Linked DNA regions of Mus musculus: region 1 is linked to region 2. A link is a contact called in public Hi-C data. All regions are on one chromosome and are shown on one strand. Each heading gives the region's core, a stretch centred on a gene start, on an enhancer-like site or on the middle of the called end of the contact. The rest is flanking DNA. Distances are from core to core; before and after follow the strand shown.

Region 1 (2,776 bases), core at 257-2,756, 320 kb before region 2:
TTAAGCTGGATACCACCAGCCCTGGTTTCCTGTATTTGTGACAATGGAATCATATAGCCTATCTGAAAAAACTGACACACACTGTAGACCCTCAGTAACTGTGGCTTTCTTCTTTCCCAACTCACTTAAGAAAAAGTCCAAGCCTTAGTCTTGTTTCCACTAGAACAAACTGTAGGTTTTGATTGAGGTGTAATAAAGGTGGCCAGGTCAAGGATACCCAAGTCATGCCTATCCCATTCCACCCTCCACACAGGGCCCAAAATTCAGCAACAGAAGAGACGGAGTAGCCAGGAATGGAAACAGGAATGGCCACGCTGTGACTATCCTTCACTGACACGGGCTTGTTGCAACTTCAAATAAATACTGTCCAGGCCTGAGGCCGCCCAGCAACACAAATGGAGTGCTTCCCAATGGTCCAGTTCACTGAAAATGAAAGGATCAGAATGTGGGCAATCTCTGGTTGATCCCACCTTCACTCACATTTTGATTAGTATCTGTCTCCTGACAAGACATGTGCGTTTTAGACAGTGGTCTAAGTTCATGGGTTTATGATGCGTGCAGAATATCAGAATTTGGAACTGTTCTTTTCCTTTGTTTTATGATTATATCTATGCCCTCTTGTACAGGTTGGCCTTGAGAAACCCTTTGTGTCGATTTCACCAAGAAGTAGAAACTTTTAGACATCGGGCCATCTCTGATACCTGGCTGACAGTGAACCGCATGGAGCAGTACAGGACAGAATACAGAGGAGCGTTGTTGTGGATGAAGGATGTGTCTCAGGAACTTGATCCAGACCTCTACAAGCAAATGGAGAAGTTCAGGAAGGTAAGAAGTTTTTTGAGGGTTGTCAAAATGGCCACCTTGCTAGAAGGCAACCAAGTGTGATTTGAATCCCTCTGGTAAAACAGACATAACTCAAAAGCACCAAGGATACAATTAACCATTGCTGACATTTTTTTAAAAATGTGACAGAATAGCAATTAATGTGATATATAATTCTCTAAGGATAAGAGAGGAGACAGCTGGAAATTGCTGGGATTTTGTAGCTGGTTTTAATTGAAGTCAGATTTTCATATAATGTGCACTTTTTTTTATAAGGTTGTCACTTGTAGATGTCTCTTCATGCATAACTAAAAATCCAGAGCACATACATCTAGAAAGTGAAACTAGGCTGTTTAACAAGTCTTTCTAATTGATGATTCATGTTGAAACCAGCAAAACAATAACAGTTCTTTTATGACATATTCAGAGGCTCTGGGATATAGTTGTGTGGTTAGCTAGAATGGTATTGACTCTCCCTGCTATTGATCCCTTCAGAAATTTCTCTGAGCAACATTAGAGCAAAAGAAAATGAATATTCTGTTTAATTTTCCTGAGGAATAATAATCTTCGGTTCCTTAAAAAAGAAAAAAATAAGAAGAAAAATTACATTGTGTTAATGTAGCCAGTCGGAGCCTTTTGTCCACAGGAATCCAACCTACCACTGGGTGGCAGCCGTACACTGAACATGTGAACATGTGGCCTGATTCTGTAGTGGTTTGTACAATCTTGGTAGTTCTTTGTTTGGGCAACTGAGTGTGTTTTAGGGCATAAAAGAAAAAAAGGGGCCAAATGTTGGGCTTGGCATAATATTGTGTCAACTCCCTTAGTCACTTCAACTGATCCATTCATAATTAGAAATGTTGTTTAAAAGGCTTAGACTCCTTTTTAGGGACATCACTTTGGAACTATGAACCTGGAACCCTGGCTGGTATGTAGAAGGTTGAGCCGGGAGTCAAGGAACAGACCAAAAGAGCTTCTCTTGTTCAAGACAGTGGTCACTGCTTCTTGACCTAGGTACTAGAGCAACAGAAATTCCTCTGGAAGTTTTTCTTGGTTTGTAGTTCAGACTCCCTCCCTGTGAAGGGAACCAGCCTCATTTTCTCTCCTTTTTTTTTTTTTTTTTTTTTTTTAACATGTCAGCATAAGCCTTCTCTGAAAGGCAGGCTGGCTGCCCAGGCAGAGGTGAGACTGTGAAGTTTATCTCATCTTCGAAGAAGATGTAAATGGAACTCATTCATCCTTTGAAAGAGAAAAAAAATATCAGACGTCATGGTAGTAAACAAATCAAATGTTTTTGGTTCGGTAACTAGATGCTGGTGACCCCAGGCTGTTTTGCAAGTTTTCTGACTTCGTAATTAGGCCAGTCATTTATTTTGTCATTAGTATTTTATTTGGGGATTGAGGATAATGGGGGTGGAATTGGTATTAGGAAAAAGAAAGAATGAGAGAAAAAAAAAAAACTGACTCCAGAGCACATTGCTGATGACGTGCAGCCTTAATGTTTACCATAATCAACACACATTTTTTTTTCTTTTGTAGAAAGACCCATGGTAGGTAGCTAACCTGAGGTCGAACAAGGAAATGGAAGCCAGAATCTTTGAAAATAGATACAATTTCCCCACCAAGAGACAAAGGAAGTCAAACAGTATACCTAGAAGTGGCACAGGCAGTTTCATAGTAACACCTGCTTGCAAGCCCTTTGTTCAGTGCAGAGTTTCTGGGTCCCTCCAGTGTGCCAGGACAAGAAAACAGTTATTCTGGAAGGCCAAAGAATTTTGTGGGTGTTTGTGTTTATCTGGTTTTGTTTGGTGGGAGGTGGTTGCTAGCTGTTTAAGACTGAAACAGAAACCAAGTTCTTCGTCATTTGGTTTGAACATAGAAACATTTGCCATCGTTTAATGCCATCAATCTCCATCCTGGAAAATATGGGTAGGTTTGGTTTTTATTTTGAATC
Region 2 (2,991 bases), core at 364-2,863:
AATATTCACAATACGAGAAAAAGTTTAAAGGCCTCAGTTTTTGTATATTTTTAAGAGCCACAATGCTTTACCAGAATAACCTTTCTATAAGTGACTTGGAACTTCTCAAAGGAAAATACACTGAATCATTAGAAAACACAATAAATCAGCTCATCAACAGTAAGCTATAAATGTATAAATAACTCCTGACTACCCTTCCACAGCATTCCCATTGTTTCAGGGAGAGGGAATGGAATTATTAAGAACTAGAGCTATATACCATTATTTGTGGATTTCTAGATGAAAGTCAGTGCCTGGCCCTGGGTGCCAGTGCTCCCTGCTGCACCACAGGGCTTCAGCAAGGCTCTCAGACTTCCTGGATTCCATTCTCTTCTCTGAAACACAAGCTCACTGGACAGGTGAAGCAGCAGCGACGAGCCACAATATGAAGAGCTTTAGACTCTGAACTCTTCCTGACGTGATCCACAGGAAACAACTTTTAATTGATGCACCTGGGAACTGTAGGAGCAGTGGCCAAGGAGTGTGCAAACTCAAGTTATGAAAAGAATTTCTATAATGGAAGAATGCCCATCTTTATAGTGGTCTTGAATATGTAAGAAACAAACACTTAGCTAATGAGAAAAATGGCAGGCCATTTCATCTTTTCAGAAGTTATAGCTCTATAGGAATTAAGAATTTAATATTGACGTTCTTAGAGTAAAAAAATATACAACAGATTAGATTCTATGATTTGTAACAAATGTAGAAAATTTAGTATCAGTATTATGAACAGAATAAGAATAACCATACTAAATATATTAAAATAATTGTGAATATCATTGTTTGAAAATAGCAAATTCAGTTTGGAGGTGAAATTTGGGGCCAAACTGAAAGGATTTAAGGATTTCTTTCTGGATTGCTGTCCCCTGTATGGTGTGAGCTGGTATATCCATTAGAAATGATCCAGGGAATCTGTAGTGTTGTGTTAAGATTTTTGCTTTGCTTCCACTAATAGCAATATGATAAAGTAGAACTTTCCTCTGGTAATGGCAAAGTTTGGAGAGAGAAGGGAATTAAGAAAGACGCATATTCACAAAGATAAGCAAATACTGCTCTTCTAGGTGACTCAAGTTTGATTCCCAACACCAGGACTTGTCAGGGGCATCTGACGGCCCTGGCTTCAGTGGGCACCGGAACTCAAACTGCTCCTTAGAATCAAGTGTAGATACAATCCACCTGCTGCAAACTGCTCCTTAGAATCAAGTGCAGATACAATCCACCTGCTGCAAACTGCTCCTTAGAATCAAGTGTAGATACAATCCACCTGCTGCAAACTGCTCCTTAGAATCAAGTGTAGATACAATCCACCTGCTGCAAACTGCTCCTTAGAATCAAGTGTAGATACAATCCACCTGCTGCAAACTGCTCCTTAGAATCAAGTGTAGATATAATCCACTTGCTGGCTGGCAGAGCTAGAAGAAGAAATGTGACAGGGAAGGGACGCACACAGTTCTTTCCCCTCACGAGTCAGCTTTGTTTCCATGATGTCTGGGCCAGGGAGCAGAGAGGCTGGGGCTGGACGGCAGGCGCAGCATGCACAGCTCTGCGGGGCCCAGGTGCGCATGTGCTGTTGGATAAGCAAATGTGGCTTTCCGAGGCTCGGGATTTCACCAGTTTGCAGACAGCCACTTTCAGAACCTTCCTGAGTGCAGTTTTTCTTTCTGCCTTCCAGAAATAATTGCTACAGTTTTAACTGCTAAATTGACACAAAAGTGTATACGTATAATTTCTAAAAGTGGTCTTAAATGTACAGAAATCACATTTAGAGTTAAATAAAGATTCAGTTTATCCTCCCCAGCTCTCTGCAGGTGAGACAATGATGGGAATTCTCTGAAGACACTAAATAATTCACAGTTTGCCTATGAAGTTGGAAATACAGCGGTTTAGAAAAAGAGCTCCCACACATTATTAAGAAGTAAATTATACTAGCTGTTACTGAATCTAGTTTTGCTAACTTTCTTCTAGGTAAATTGTAAGGTGGGCTTATTTCCAGGACTGCAGGCATTAGCTCACACTGAATGGCACTTATTTGCCAGTCATCTTAGATAACATCTCATTAAGTTTTCTTTATGTGGTAGGTAGGTACCATTTTAATCTCTGGGATGCTTACCCACCATTCTCTGCATCTTGCTCATCTGACCTGCGAAGAAAACAGGGAGCCTTTCAAATGTAGAGTGCACTTGTTTCTGAAGCCCTTACAGTATCTCCTATAGGAGGCTATACAATACTTTATCTTTCTCTCCCAACCAAAGAAGGCACATACAATGCAGAGAAAACCAGTTTTTTTGTGGGGTGGGGTGGGGTGGGTGTTGTATTACGTATCATTTTATATCCAGCTGGATATGCTAATTCTATGCAGATCTTAGAAACCCTGAAATTACATACTGTTTAGACTATTTTAATCCCTGAAAGCACCGCTGTGATCCCTGAATAATGTATTTTTAAAATAACTGCTTTACCTTCACCAAATATATTCAGTTAAATTTCAGAACTTAAAGGGACAGCACGCTGCTCTGTGTTCAGGAAGATGATTCCTCCCAAAGCAAGCCCTTTGTGGGTAATCGTCCAGCAACTGGCACTGCCCACATTTTCTAGCCCACAGCACTTGTGGGACAAGGGCAAGAAGGTGCCAGATGGCTAGGACTTGAGCTGCAATCTGTTCTTAGCAAGTTAAAGGTACTGTCCCTTTAATTGGTTCAAACACAAGCCTCGTGCCCATTTAACATGATTCTATGCTAAGAGATGATATCAGAGGCTAGAAAGGGGAATGAGGACATTTCCGGGACTCTATATAGTCGCAAGCTTCTGGGTGGACCTCGACTGTTGAGAAGTAGGAAGTATATCACCACTATTTACGTTCAGACCAGCACAAAGGAGAGTGATCCTTTCACGCCTGAGGAGCATAGCTGATTGCTTGGACGTATATATCACTTCCTATTTAAATGCTTTCAA

What was found. A called contact is a pair of places that touch in the nucleus more often than the background predicts.
Region 1: a contact with region 2 is called in a Hi-C map of double positive thymocytes, with 4 times the contacts expected there. The contact joins two enhancer-like sites. A contact is called at or near these places in 1 of 15 datasets of contacts at CTCF or cohesin (large pre-B cells), 16 of 484 Hi-C or Micro-C datasets (the CH12 cell line, the G1E-ER4 cell line, the N1E-115 cell line and 13 more), 1 of 115 datasets of contacts at active chromatin or transcription factors (cardiomyocytes) and 4 of 9 other capture datasets (adipose tissue, embryonic stem cells, liver and 1 more).

Annotation. Positions count from the first base shown.
Region 1 is chr6:8,735,066-8,737,841 of GRCm38.p6, reverse strand. It overlaps Ica1 (islet cell autoantigen 1), which reads left to right. Exons shown (of 14, transcript NM_010492.3): 6 at 627-825. Among named protein-coding and RNA genes, the nearest start is that of Ica1, 42 kb to the left of the region's middle. Within about 2 kb of position 1,506, at least 57 of the 459 cell types and tissues checked have an H3K27ac peak or open chromatin away from gene starts, as enhancers often do. A contact at or near this core is called in the CH12 cell line, the G1E-ER4 cell line and double positive thymocytes, where this site is marked.
Region 2 is chr6:8,412,798-8,415,788 of GRCm38.p6, reverse strand. All of the region lies in intron 3 of Umad1 (UMAP1-MVP12 associated (UMA) domain containing 1), which reads right to left. Among named protein-coding and RNA genes, the nearest start is that of Gm46952, 69 kb to the right of the region's middle. Within about 2 kb of position 1,613, at least 49 of the 459 cell types and tissues checked have an H3K27ac peak or open chromatin away from gene starts, as enhancers often do. A contact at or near this core is called in the CH12 cell line, the G1E-ER4 cell line and double positive thymocytes, where this site is marked.